Regions from separate parts of the Hordeum vulgare genome. Here region 1 is linked to region 2. Evidence: chromatin contacts called from public Hi-C data. All regions are on one chromosome and are shown on one strand. Each heading gives the region's core, a stretch centred on a gene start, on an enhancer-like site or on the middle of the called end of the contact. The rest is flanking DNA. Distances are from core to core; before and after follow the strand shown. Region 1 has its middle 9.7 kb from the start of LOC123395097. Region 2 holds the start of LOC123399528.

Region 1 (2,943 bases), core at 429-2,928, 42 kb after region 2:
AAACAGATAAATAATAGTAACTAAAAAACTAAAAAAAATAGGCCCCCTCCCATGGGCTGGCCCAAATGCGCGTATTGTGTATTTTTCAGGGAGCAGAGCGTAGTATAGCTGGTCCCTATGCTTGGACCGGCCCATGCGAGGATTCCCTGCAAAACGTTTTTTATAACTGGTATTGATGGGTAATATTAAAAAATTTTGAAGGCAATTTTAATGACGTACCATAGAAGCAATATGTGTTTTATTAGTAGGGATAGATATGTGTGAGTTGTGGAGCTATGTGTGTATATATGGGCTTGGAGCTGTAAGTTGGTTCGTATGGTAAAGCTTTATCCAGACGTGCGTGTACTATCGATCTTATGGTAAAGCTTTATCGAGATGGCATCAAACCAAAGCGATTAGCATGTGACACACACAAGGCCCCGCCGGTGCGTTGAGGTCGGCCGAGATAGCCCCCAGACCAAGGCCGTTATCAAGGAACGGGGACCGAGAGCAAGTGTGCTGATGTTCTTATTTCTTTCTCGAACGTGACGTACGTACCCGTGCACATGTGCAATGCATGGTCCAAAAGACCGTCCGATGTCGGCACACATACAAATTGCAACAGCAGCAATAGGTACGCCACTTTTCAGGGGCTAAAAATATACTCCCTCCGGTCTTAAATATAAATCGTTCTAAAAATTCAACAAAATATTATATACAAATACTTATAGACATAATTTAAAATATAGATTCATTCGTTTTGCTCTTATGTGATTCATAAAAAAAATACTTAAAAAATTATATTTAAAAACAGAAAGAGCAATTAACAACATACACAGGTGAGCACATGGAAACCTACGGGCAGCACATGTATATCGTTCCCGCGGTGCATAGAAGCATGCATGCATGATCATTTGTCCTGAATGATAGAAAGTGGAATCTGCAATGTTTTTTTGTTTTTTGAGAAAACGCCTTCGTTCTAGCTGCTTCTTTGGTTAACAGTGCAACACGCTGCAGCATATGCTTTGGGTCGTTCAACGGGCAAATCCTATTTGGTGCTGCAGGCGTCGATTAAAGTGCATTTTTCTTAATCGGTGCCCGCAGCGCCGGTCATGGGCCGGCCCAGTAGGATGGCGGCTTACCCGGTCTTTTCCATTTAGCTTTTTTAGGACTTCTTTTTCTTCGGTTTTTATTTTTTTCTTGTTTTTTATTTACTCTCTTTATTACTTTTTCCATTTTTATTTTACTTTAAATTTTTTTGCAAAAAGTACAGCCCTGTTTTTATTTTTATTTTACCAAATTCATGAATTAGTTTTCAAAATTTGTGAACACTTTTTAATATTGGTGAACTTTTTTCCAAATTTTGATGACCTTTTTTCAAAAATGATGAACTTTTTTAGGGTTTGTGAACTATTTTTTCAGTTCAACGAACTTTCTTTAAAACATTTTTCAAATTCATGAACTGATTTTGGAAATCCGTAAACTTTTTTTAGATCACAGTGAATTTTTTCAAATTCATGAACTTTCATTTCAAAATTTATGAACCATTTTCTATTTTATGAAAAAAATATGTCCAGTTTTGTTTTTGTTTTTTGGTTTTTTATAGAAAAATCAGCCCTGGAACTGGGCCGGCCCGTTTTGTATGGCCTGTAGGCGCTGGTTCTCCTAGCCAGCGCTTAAGGCGCCGACTAGGAGCTCCCCGTTTAGCGCGCCAGAACTACATATAGCCCAGTGTGAGGCGGACTTATGTCTCGCCTCTGGCGGGCGACCTATTGAGCCAGCCCATGATATCTACGGTTACCTCAAAATTACAATTTGAGAAGTATTCCTCCTAAACATCACTCTTATTTCTTCATCTTACGACAAATGGCGCATTGCATGTTTATCATTTGTTGTAATCTGGAACTTTTTCCTTTTCGTAGATCCGCTATTTTCAAAACATTGTATCCATTAAACCGTGCGTCCAAATCTTGAACTGTTTTACCCTTGGATTCTTCGCGTTTAAATCTTCAAAACTCGATCCCATGCTAATAGGTTTTGACAAACTCTTTCTTTCACGGAAAAACCGGTCAAAAAAACTGTGCCTCTTGTGGAAGGAAAAAAATGCGTACTTTTTTTGTTTTTGAGAGGCTAGGTCGTACCCTCTTGTGGAGCCAAACATGTGCCTCTCACGGAAGAAAACCAGTGCCTCCGTAAAAAAAAGCAGAAAACACATTTTTTTCCTCATGCCTCTTGCGAAAGCAAAACTGTGTCTCTCCTGAAAGAAAAACAAACAGAGGATGCATTATTTTTCCATTTCCTAGAGGCACCGACGTGCCTCTTGTGGAACAAAAACGAACATTTTTTGAACTTACATACATTTCTTGGGATGGAAAACATATGTAGAAAATAAAGAACATTTTTGAAATTTCATGAACATTTTCAAATCATGAACTTTTTTAGAATTGGTAAACAAAGTTTGAAAAACAAATTCAATTTTGAATAAACATTATAAAAGAGAAACATTTTTTCATAAAGCATGAACATTTTTTATAAAAAATTTAAAGCAAGAACATTTTTGAAAACTCTGAACAAATTATGATTTTTTTTTAAAAATACCTGCACTTTTTTTTAATAGCCGAGACACCTCTCCGATCAGTAACCAATAGCGGAACGTGGATTCCCGTGTTGGTTCACACATATTCCACGAAGATCGTTATCGGTCAAACCGCGATGCCCATGATTCAATCAATCCCGTATGTGGTTCCCTTTGTTGAGCGGTATGTTACTTGCCCGAGATTTGATCATCGGTACATTTTTGCCTAGTTCAATCTCCTCGCCGACAAGTCTCTGTACTCGCTTTGTGATAGAAGATACTATGACTAACTCCTTAGTCACATTGCTTCCAAACTTTTTGTATTGTTGTATTACCGAGAGGGCCCAGAGATACCTCTTTGTCATACGGAGTGACAAATCCCAGTCTCG
Region 2 (2,822 bases), core at 33-2,532:
AAGTACTTGTGGGCGGCGAAGTCGATGTTGAGCCCCGGGATGGTGTAGTGGTAGCAGTGCCGGTGCACGGCGAGGCACCGCGCGTGGGCGCCGGCGTCCATGGCCACGACGAGAACGTGCGGGAGGAGGCGCGCCGTGCCGTCGCCGATGCGGAAGCTCTCCAGGAACAGGTCCAGCAGGGAGCCCGGCGCCGCCCAGGCCTGGTTCACGCACGTGATGATCACCGTCCGATCGTCCGTCGCTGCTCGCGCCACCGCTGCCGCCAGCCCCCGGAACTCCGCCGCCTCCTCCTTCGCTCCCTGACATGGCATGCATGCATGATCCATCAGTATTTTTAGGCACTGTTTTCTGGTCAAATTTGGCGTTATTAATTCTAGAACGATTTGAAACGATCTGTAACTGACAACGGTATTGACGGACTCTCGTCAAGTCGTGATAAGTTAGATCAACAAAAAGAAGGGTGGTTGATTGATTCAGCGGCAACACATGACTGGTAACTGCCACTGCAAGAAAGTAGTATTGGCGCTCAACCATACCGCCCTGAATTTGCTCATCGGCAAAAGCAGATTAACTAGTACTCAGTCCGTAAACTAATAGTATAAAAACGTTTAGATCATTAAAGTAATGATCTAAACGTCCTTATGTTAGTTTACGGGAGTAGTAAGAAACTAGCTACTTGATCGGATAATTGAGAAACTCGATATCGAACTGACCTTTTCTCCATGGTGACGTGTGCTGGGAAGATGACTTAGAGCAGCGGCAGTAGAGGAAGGGTTGCGCTTTGTGATTGTTGTTGTGTTCGCCGGACGGCGACGATTGTCCGGTGGTGCATGATGAACAACAACGGCACGTGCTGTGGTCCCGTTGCGGCGGTGGTGCTGGTCGCCGGATGATGATCTCAGGCCGGAGAAGTGCCCCGGCGTCCTGGCGCGGCTGAGCCCGGCGGCCGGCGCCCGGTACTGGACGAGCACGACGATGGTGAGCGCCGCGGCGGCGCCGAGGACGAAGGCCACCACCTGACGCGCCGTGGCCTCTGCGACGACCACCTTCCCCATATCGATCACCAGCTAGCTAACTGATGGTGTAGCACTAGCGAAGTAGAGTGATCATGTACTCACCTCATGTATGTGTGATGGGATTAGCAGGCTAGATAGGCATGGGGGCTAAACGGAGCGTATAAGAAGCGTTTCAACAGGTTGCTCCGGTCATCCCGGCGGTCCCTTGGGGAACTGACGCCGACGCAGCATGTAGACCAAGATATAGTTGTGCTCGATCGGCTAGGGTCGTTGCCTCTGCCGTGCTGCCGAGGTAGTAAGTAATTTGTACCACTATACTCAAGTAAGTACTTATATTAAGTTAACACATGCATGCACCGTAATTTGGCTTCACATGTTGCGCCCTAGTTAGTAGTAGATGCCTTTGGAGGCTAGCCAAGTTGTCCACGTCCACGTGTACGTGTTGTATCTGCAAGGAAGAAAAACAACAAGGCTGAGTATAGTACGTGCCTATGATTGATATACACGGTGGAAAACCGTGGAATTCGGGTTGGTTGTTAATGTGTACACGCTCGCGAGTGGGCATGGGCGGTCGCTGCACGAGAGTTTGCGCGCGCACATGGATACATGCGTGGGTGACGGATCGACGATTGACCTCTCTCTCTCTCTCTCTCTCTCTCTCTGCATCGACTGGTTGGTTCGATGGAGTGCAGTGTAAAATTAGTGAGGCCAACTTTTTGGGCCAACTTTTGGTTGCTAGCGTGCGTGAAGGCGACGTATGTATGTGTAGATGGTGGACTGAATCTTATAAGTATAATGGGCTAGGCACGACGCGGGATCGGGCGCCAGGTGTGCGCTCGGATTAGGTGTGAGGTCTCCGTTTCAGGGACTGTTCTATCTTCTACCTCCCCACCTGTTTGCCCTGCCCTGCCCTGCCATCCGATCTAGCTAGCTGCTCCATTAATACACACCACCACACGACGTATACGTCTCCAACATTTCCTAACCTTGCTAGCACGATTCATTTCGTTGACAGAAACATTTCAACATATAGTGCATACTCCCTCCGTCCCTAATTATTTGCCCAAGAAATGACAACAAATATGTTTGCTTCTATTTATTTCCGTGACATGTAATTCGAGACAAACGGAGGGAGGGAGTATGAACGTACTATGCATCCAATGAGTTGATTTCGTATGGTAAAGGTTGAGCAAGACGGTAGCACTCTTGTACGTACAGAAGAAACGACATCGAACCAAAGCAACTAGCTTGTGCCACAAGGACCGGCCGGTGCGTTCAGGCCGGCCGGCCAGTGTGGTACATATTCCCAGGCCAAGGGGGTTGTCGAGGAACGGCCGGGGCCGAAAGCTAGTGTGTTTTCATTAACCTTCTTTGTTGAAGGTGACATGCATACATACATATACCCTACATACATACATGGCCGTGCAACGCGTGGCTGAAAAGATCAACACCCATGTCGGCACGGCCACAATCAAGTTGCAACAGCAAAAATAAAAAACATCTTGTGCAACATATACATCAACCAGACCTTCTTCCGTAGGTAACTACACCGAGTTTGCGTATATATTCTTGGCCCTGTTTGGATCCATAGGCTAGAGTTAGTTTAAGCTAGTTGGGACTCAAATAGCACTAAAGTATCCAAACATGAGGGTTAGATTGGAGCTAGTTGCATCTAACCCATCCAAAAAAACTAGCCCATCCAAGAGGTGCTAATTGGAGCTAGTTTTCATGGGGCCTACTAAAAAGTCACTTTTCTCTCTCTATCCATTAGATAATAGGTGTTAATTGGAGCTAGTTCTCAAGGGA

Evidence for each region. A called contact is a pair of places that touch in the nucleus more often than the background predicts.
Region 1: a Hi-C map of leaf shows a contact between it and region 2, with 1.6 times the contacts expected there. The contact joins the enhancer-like site here to the promoter of LOC123399528 in region 2.

What each region holds. Positions count from the first base shown.
Region 1 is chr5H:578,435,888-578,438,830 of MorexV3_pseudomolecules_assembly, forward strand. No RefSeq gene overlaps it. Among protein-coding and RNA genes, the nearest start is that of LOC123395097, 9.7 kb to the right of the region's middle. Within about 2 kb of position 1,679, at least 3 of the 3 cell types and tissues checked have open chromatin away from gene starts, as enhancers often do. A contact at or near this core is called in leaf, where this site is marked.
Region 2 is chr5H:578,394,347-578,397,168 of MorexV3_pseudomolecules_assembly, forward strand. LOC123399528 reads right to left here and starts at 1,283. Exons shown (of 2, transcript XM_045093927.1): 1 at 714-1,283; 2 at 1-299. The coding sequence starts at 1,055.